Regions from separate parts of the Bicyclus anynana genome. Here region 2 is linked to region 1. A link is a contact called in public Hi-C data. All regions are on one chromosome and are shown on one strand. The core of a region is the stretch at or near the end of the contact, and the rest is flanking DNA. Distances in the headings are between cores, read along the strand shown. Region 1 overlaps LOC112051009 (nuclear receptor-binding protein homolog). Region 2 holds the start of LOC112051009 (nuclear receptor-binding protein homolog).

Region 1 (3,122 bases), core at 575-3,074:
CTTCAGAAGAGAACATAAAATGGTGACATAGAAACGCGCTCGACTAATGTAGACTGATCTCGAAACACTCGATTCACAACAACACGTATTAATTGTCTCTCATTGCCAATGCCAATACCGCCAATACCACTTTATATTTATGCGGAGATGCGTATTCCCAAAGTATACATAGTACAACAACGCGGATCCATTTAGTCCAAAGCGTACTAAAATATCGAGCTATCAATTATACCTATTTGTGCAATCAATACTACACGCACATACCTAGTAGGTAATAATCGTGAATCGTAATCAAATCGGATACGCCAATTGCGATTAAATAATTTAAACGATTGCAGTTGAAGGTTTGTTTAAGCACTTAATTTATAACGCACACAATTCGCACATGCCTACAATCATTGAACACAAAATTTGCTAAACGACAAAATTCCGCCTGCTTCTGTGTGACGAACTCACTGCGACACAGAAGCGACTTTACTCGTAAAAGAGTTGACACTACTTCACCGAATTCGATACGTATGAAGAATAACAGTTGAAATCTAAATATCTTGGAAATTGATAATAAGTTTTAATTCTATTGATTTGACCTTTTGTATTGAAGTATACTTGGGATATTTTGATTTGATTATATAATTAGAGTTTAAGGTCTTGTTTTCATGACGTTGAATTCGTAAAAATGCGTAAAATGCATTTTGCAAAGCAATTTTTCCAGTGCATATAAATCAACGTTGCCGTCAAACGGTTATACATTCAATCGCGATTTAGTGTAACGTCTTACGTAATATGGAAATACGCGTTGGCGTTTCCATGACATTCCACAAGAAGTGCGGCCGCGTCACGCACTGCGCTGCGGCGTGCGAGTGGCCACGTGTGTGACGTCACCGCACTGCAATTAGCTGTGCTAACGAACCCTGCGCGTGCGCCGATAACACTGCGCGCCGCCCGCGTGATTGCACTCGATAGCCTAGAGCAAAGGTCCTCAACGTGGATGGTACCGCCCACTCGTGGGGTTTGACAATGTCAGGTCGTAGGCTTGAAAAAAGTTCCGTGAGGTTTTTAATGTGGACATGTTTTTAATGTGTGGTGGTTCAACAGTTAGCATCCTTCGAACTGAACTGGTGGGAGGCTTCGGCCATGGCTAGTTACCACCCTACCGGCAAAGACGTACTGCCAAGCGATTTAGCGTTCCGGTACGATGCCGTGTCGAAACCGAAAGTAGTGTGGATTTTCATCCTCCTCCTAACAAGTTAGCCCGTTTCCATTTTAGACAGCATCATCACTTACCATCAGGTGAGATTGTAGTCATGGGCTAACTTGTAAAGAATAACCAAAAAAACTTTAAAATTGAAAACCTCCTCCTTTTTTTTGAAATCGGTTAAAAAGCGTTCTAAACTTAAAGTAATCAAAAACTAGCGTTCATGAAGCTGCTATATTCATGATTTATATGTACATATACAGCCTTAGATCAAAAGGTAGGAGTGTGAATGAATGAAAAATGTGAATGATGCGCGTTACGCCCAAGATCAATGACACCAAGCTAAATTTTTATATGTAGCATAGACAAATCAGCACATAAATTAAAAAAAGTATTCTCCGTGTGAATTTAGTCTATACATATACATATACTATCTGTGTATAAAATTTCATCCAAAACAATGTTGCCGTGTTTGTGCAATCCTGTAACAAACACATACGGTCAAGATAATTTCAATTCAATTGAAGCAACCGAAAATCAGGATAATTCGGCCACTCGGCTCCAAGGTCCGCGGCTACTTTATCAGCTCGTAACGAGTAACGAATGGGCAATTAATGACGTCGGCCGATACGTGAGCCTCGCTCCGTGCCTCAGGCCGCTGATACTGTGCGGTATTATTAGACGGGAGGTGTTCAGCGCCATCTACTGGCCACACGCGAGAAACTGGGTCTGTGTTTTTCTTATTATTCTCATTCTTATAGTATAATTGAATAAAAGCCGGCGCTACTTTGTCGAAGTTCAATAAATCATAGTGAACAATTGATTTGTTTTGCTCTTATCCGCGAAAAAACGACGTATCCAGACGACGGCACCCATATCCAACAGAAAATCCTATCCGCGCTTTTCACCCCGAAACCGGTGCATCCTCGGATCTGGATGTCGACAGGTTTTCTCTTGGATTTGGCGGTTTTTCATGGATAATAGCGATATAAATCAATTCCTTAGGGCCGAAACAATTTTTTTCCCAACTGGACCTATCCCGAACTGCATTCTTTAGATTAATCCGGCACAGATCGGCAGCCTTCATCTCCGCTTCTATAAACCGCTGTCTGCTTCTAAGTAGCCTTTGGCCTGCTACGTCTTCGCTTGCCTCCTCTAGGATACCACTTGAAGGACTCCTGTGCAACATGTTAACATTGACCTATCCGGTTTTTATGCTTTTGATTTGGTCAAGGATAAAGGGGTTCCTTAGCGAGGTCCAAAGTTCATTATTGGAAATATTAACAGGCCAGAATATGACAAAGATGGTACGTAGACACTTGTTAATGAAGCTTATTTAAAATTAATCAATTAGTCACTTATTATTCCCTCAATAAATCATTTACGACTAATGTTCCGGCCTGTTATGATTGAATTACAAAAATCATTTAAAAATATATGAAAATAGTACAAAACCGGCATAAGCATGTTACATAGGGCATTATAATCAATCACAATAAACAAGCCCTATAGTTTGATTTGATCAACAATAAATAACAGAAAGATAATTCAAATGTAATTAGTTTTGTGGGCGGTAATGGTGAACATATCAGATTTCAAAGGAATATAATATTGTCACAAAGCAAATCTAACATAACGATCATATTATAGACATGTCGAAGGGTAATCTGATATGATATACAAATAAATATAAAATAAATGTGACATGATGTCCGTTTATAAATAGCATTCCGAGCGGAGTACGTAGAAGAGATTCAATTGAATGATCGGTCCCCGCGGGAAGCCGATGCGACTTATTTGACGGTATTGCATTCACATGTGAATGAAAATAAACAGCCATTGTGTGCAAATTGGACTTGGACCGACTTGCCTCTTGGGGACGTTCCGGGGTTTGATTAAAAATTGGTCTCTTACCTACCTTACCTTA
Region 2 (2,752 bases), core at 83-2,582, 59 kb before region 1:
TATACCAAAGATATACCGGATGTCAGCCTATACGATATTAGTGTGGCTCTGAAACAACTTAAGAACAACAAGGCACCAGGTGATGGCTGAATCACAGCAGAACTCCTGAAAGCGAGTGGAAAACCAACGCTTAAGGACCTTCAGCGATTGTTCAATTCCGTCATTCACGAGGGCACAACGCCTAAGCATGGCACAGGAGCGTGGTGGTTCTGTTCTTCAAAAAAGGTGACAATACCTTACTAAAGAATTACAGACCCATCTCGTTGTTGAGTCATGTCATCGAGAGTCATCACGAATCGTCTCGCCTGTAGGTTTTAAAAATTCCAGCCTCCCGATCAAGACGGATCCGAGCAGGCTTAGTACCATAGACTACACCCATACGCTACAAAATACCGAAGAACACCAGCCACTTTGCTTAACATTTTGGAAGATGTCTTTAGGCTTTTGAACTGGAACAGATTTCATCAACAACATCAATGGTAAGTACATCACTCAACTACGGTTTGCCGACGATGTAGTCATTATGGCAGAGACTCTGGATGACCTTAGTACCTACCATGCTCATCGATCTCATCAGAGTTTCTCAACGTGTGGGCCTTAAAATTAACATGAGCAAGACGAAAATCAGGTACCGCTCCACCCAGTTATTGTTGAGAACTCTGTGGTGCTTGAAATTGTTTACGAATATAGGTATATACCTAGGACACACAGTCTAGTTAGGTAGGTCCAATTTTGAGAAAGAGGTGAATCGCCAAAACCAGCTCGGCTGGTCAGCTATCGGAAAACTCTGCGACATCTTTTCGTCCGAAGATCCAAGACTTGGTCGCTGACTATGGGTCTTATTCGAAGGCTCATATGGAGCGAGCTATGCTTGGAGTTTCCATCGGCTGATAAGGTAAGGTAAGGTAAGGGTAAGGTTCAAAATCCGAATTCGAACCATCAAACATTAATAATTTTGAAACGTATTCATAAGCTCTACTATTCTTGTTTTATTTTAAGTGCAGCGCCACCTAGTCTGTGTGCTCGAATATTCGAAAAACAATCTGTAGCTTCATGGCCTCGTACAATCTCGTTTAACGTGTATTATGTCTTGTTCAAATTAAAATATAGATGTCACTTTCAAGTCCATTGTTTCATGTTAGTAAACTAGATGGCACTGTAAAAAATTAAAATAATTTTATATTTAAATATATAAACATACTTTAATTAAATTTAATTTAGAATAATGTTTTAAAGAGATTCTAAAATTGTTAATTAATTTAAAAATAAAAAGACTAAACTTGTCTATGGTCATTGGAAACTGGAAAGGACGGAAAAAAGTGAAAGTGTCTATGGTTTTATATTTGTGTCGGATAGAAATACGTCGAGAGATACGCCGGCGAACAATTTATTTCAATTACCATGAGTAAGCTCGCTGGACTCGTTGCGTTCTATCGCTTTGTGTAGAGAAATCTTTTATCTTTTTCAAGGAGTACAGTCTTTCTATATAGTGCCGTGTAATGAATAATGGTTTGGGATGAAACGTTAGTGACACCTAGTCTTGCAACCTTGGTTATGGTTACAAGAAAAAGTGTATTTTGAAAATATTTCCTAGTGTTTTCTCTGGTGAAAACATCTGTGAAGTATCAGTTGACTGTGCGGTGTTGGTTTGTTTGTTTGGTGTCGAGCGCTCGGTGAGATGTCCGGTGGCCGGAGTATCGACAAAGAGCGGAAGTCCCCCAGAGAAAGTGGGGAAGACTCCGAGGACGAGAGCGAGATCCTGGAGGAGAGTCCCTGTGGACGCTGGCTCAAACGTCGTGAAGAGGTACGTAATTTTTTTAAAAGTTATATCCAACGTAGGAGTATGTAACACTGACCAAAGCTGTCATCAGCTGATTCACAAGGTTAGCTGATGTTTTATTAAAAATAAGACGTAGTTTTGTATATGTAGGCCATTCAGTGTATTGAATGAAATTGATTTTAATTTGATAATAAAGAATCGTTACAACACAATTTAAGGCATGATAAAAGATAACTTTTGCAGAAAATGCCCAGTTTGTATACAGTATGTGTAATGTTTACATGATCAGTAACATTATCTGTATGTTGTTGTACACTGGTTGAAATCTATGCTTTCCTTAACTCAATATATCTATATTGAGTTATTAAAGCTAAAAATGTATAGTATGCCCCAAATACTGTGGCAGCCAAAGATTTTATAATAGAGATATGTAACTAGCACATCACAACAGGGGCAAAGAAAAGCGGCTAATTGTATTAATTTCATTGAGTCACATATAATTGTGACTCACTGAAAGTTATTTATACAAATAATACCTAAATAAATATTGTATACAATGTTGAGGTGTGAATTTGTGTTCAGGAGCTATAAAATTGTGCATGTGTGCTCAGTGGAGTTGCTAAATTCTGATCACTTTTTGTGATGATTTTGTAGGCACGTAACATATCTATAGTGTATAATATTGTTGGTGGCAGCATCCCAAACAATGTGGAGTGTACAAAACATCCCTGCTGGGTTATAATCATAGCTGGGCACCGTTAATCAAATAGTTAACTTCGTTAATCGTTAATCCGCTACAAAAAATGTTAGCTTCGTTAAACGTTAAAGCGTTACATTCCGGAAGAATTAACGCAAGTTAACGTTAATCGTTAATCCGTTAATATGACTGGTTAATATTGCATTTTTATATCATTGTGTGAGATCCCCATTGGAAAAATAAGGATGGGCACTGCGGAAAAGTGCCGTAATTTG

The links. Hi-C and Micro-C count contacts between places; a contact is called where the count stands out from the background.
Region 2: a Hi-C map of whole body shows a contact between it and region 1, with 3 times the contacts expected there. The contact joins the promoter of LOC112051009 here to the enhancer-like site in region 1. A contact is called at or near these places in 2 of 2 Hi-C or Micro-C datasets (whole body and whole larva).

Annotation. Positions count from the first base shown.
Region 1 is chr5:18,631,028-18,634,149 of ilBicAnyn1.1, reverse strand. The region is part of intron 1 of LOC112051009 (nuclear receptor-binding protein homolog); the gene reads left to right. Among protein-coding and RNA genes, the nearest start is that of LOC112051017, 27 kb to the right of the region's middle. Within about 2 kb of position 1,824, at least 8 of the 8 cell types and tissues checked have open chromatin away from gene starts, as enhancers often do.
Region 2 is chr5:18,690,196-18,692,947 of ilBicAnyn1.1, reverse strand. It overlaps LOC112051009 (nuclear receptor-binding protein homolog), which reads left to right and starts at 1,332. Exons shown (of 10, transcript XM_024089469.2): 1 at 1,332-1,804. The coding sequence starts at 1,679.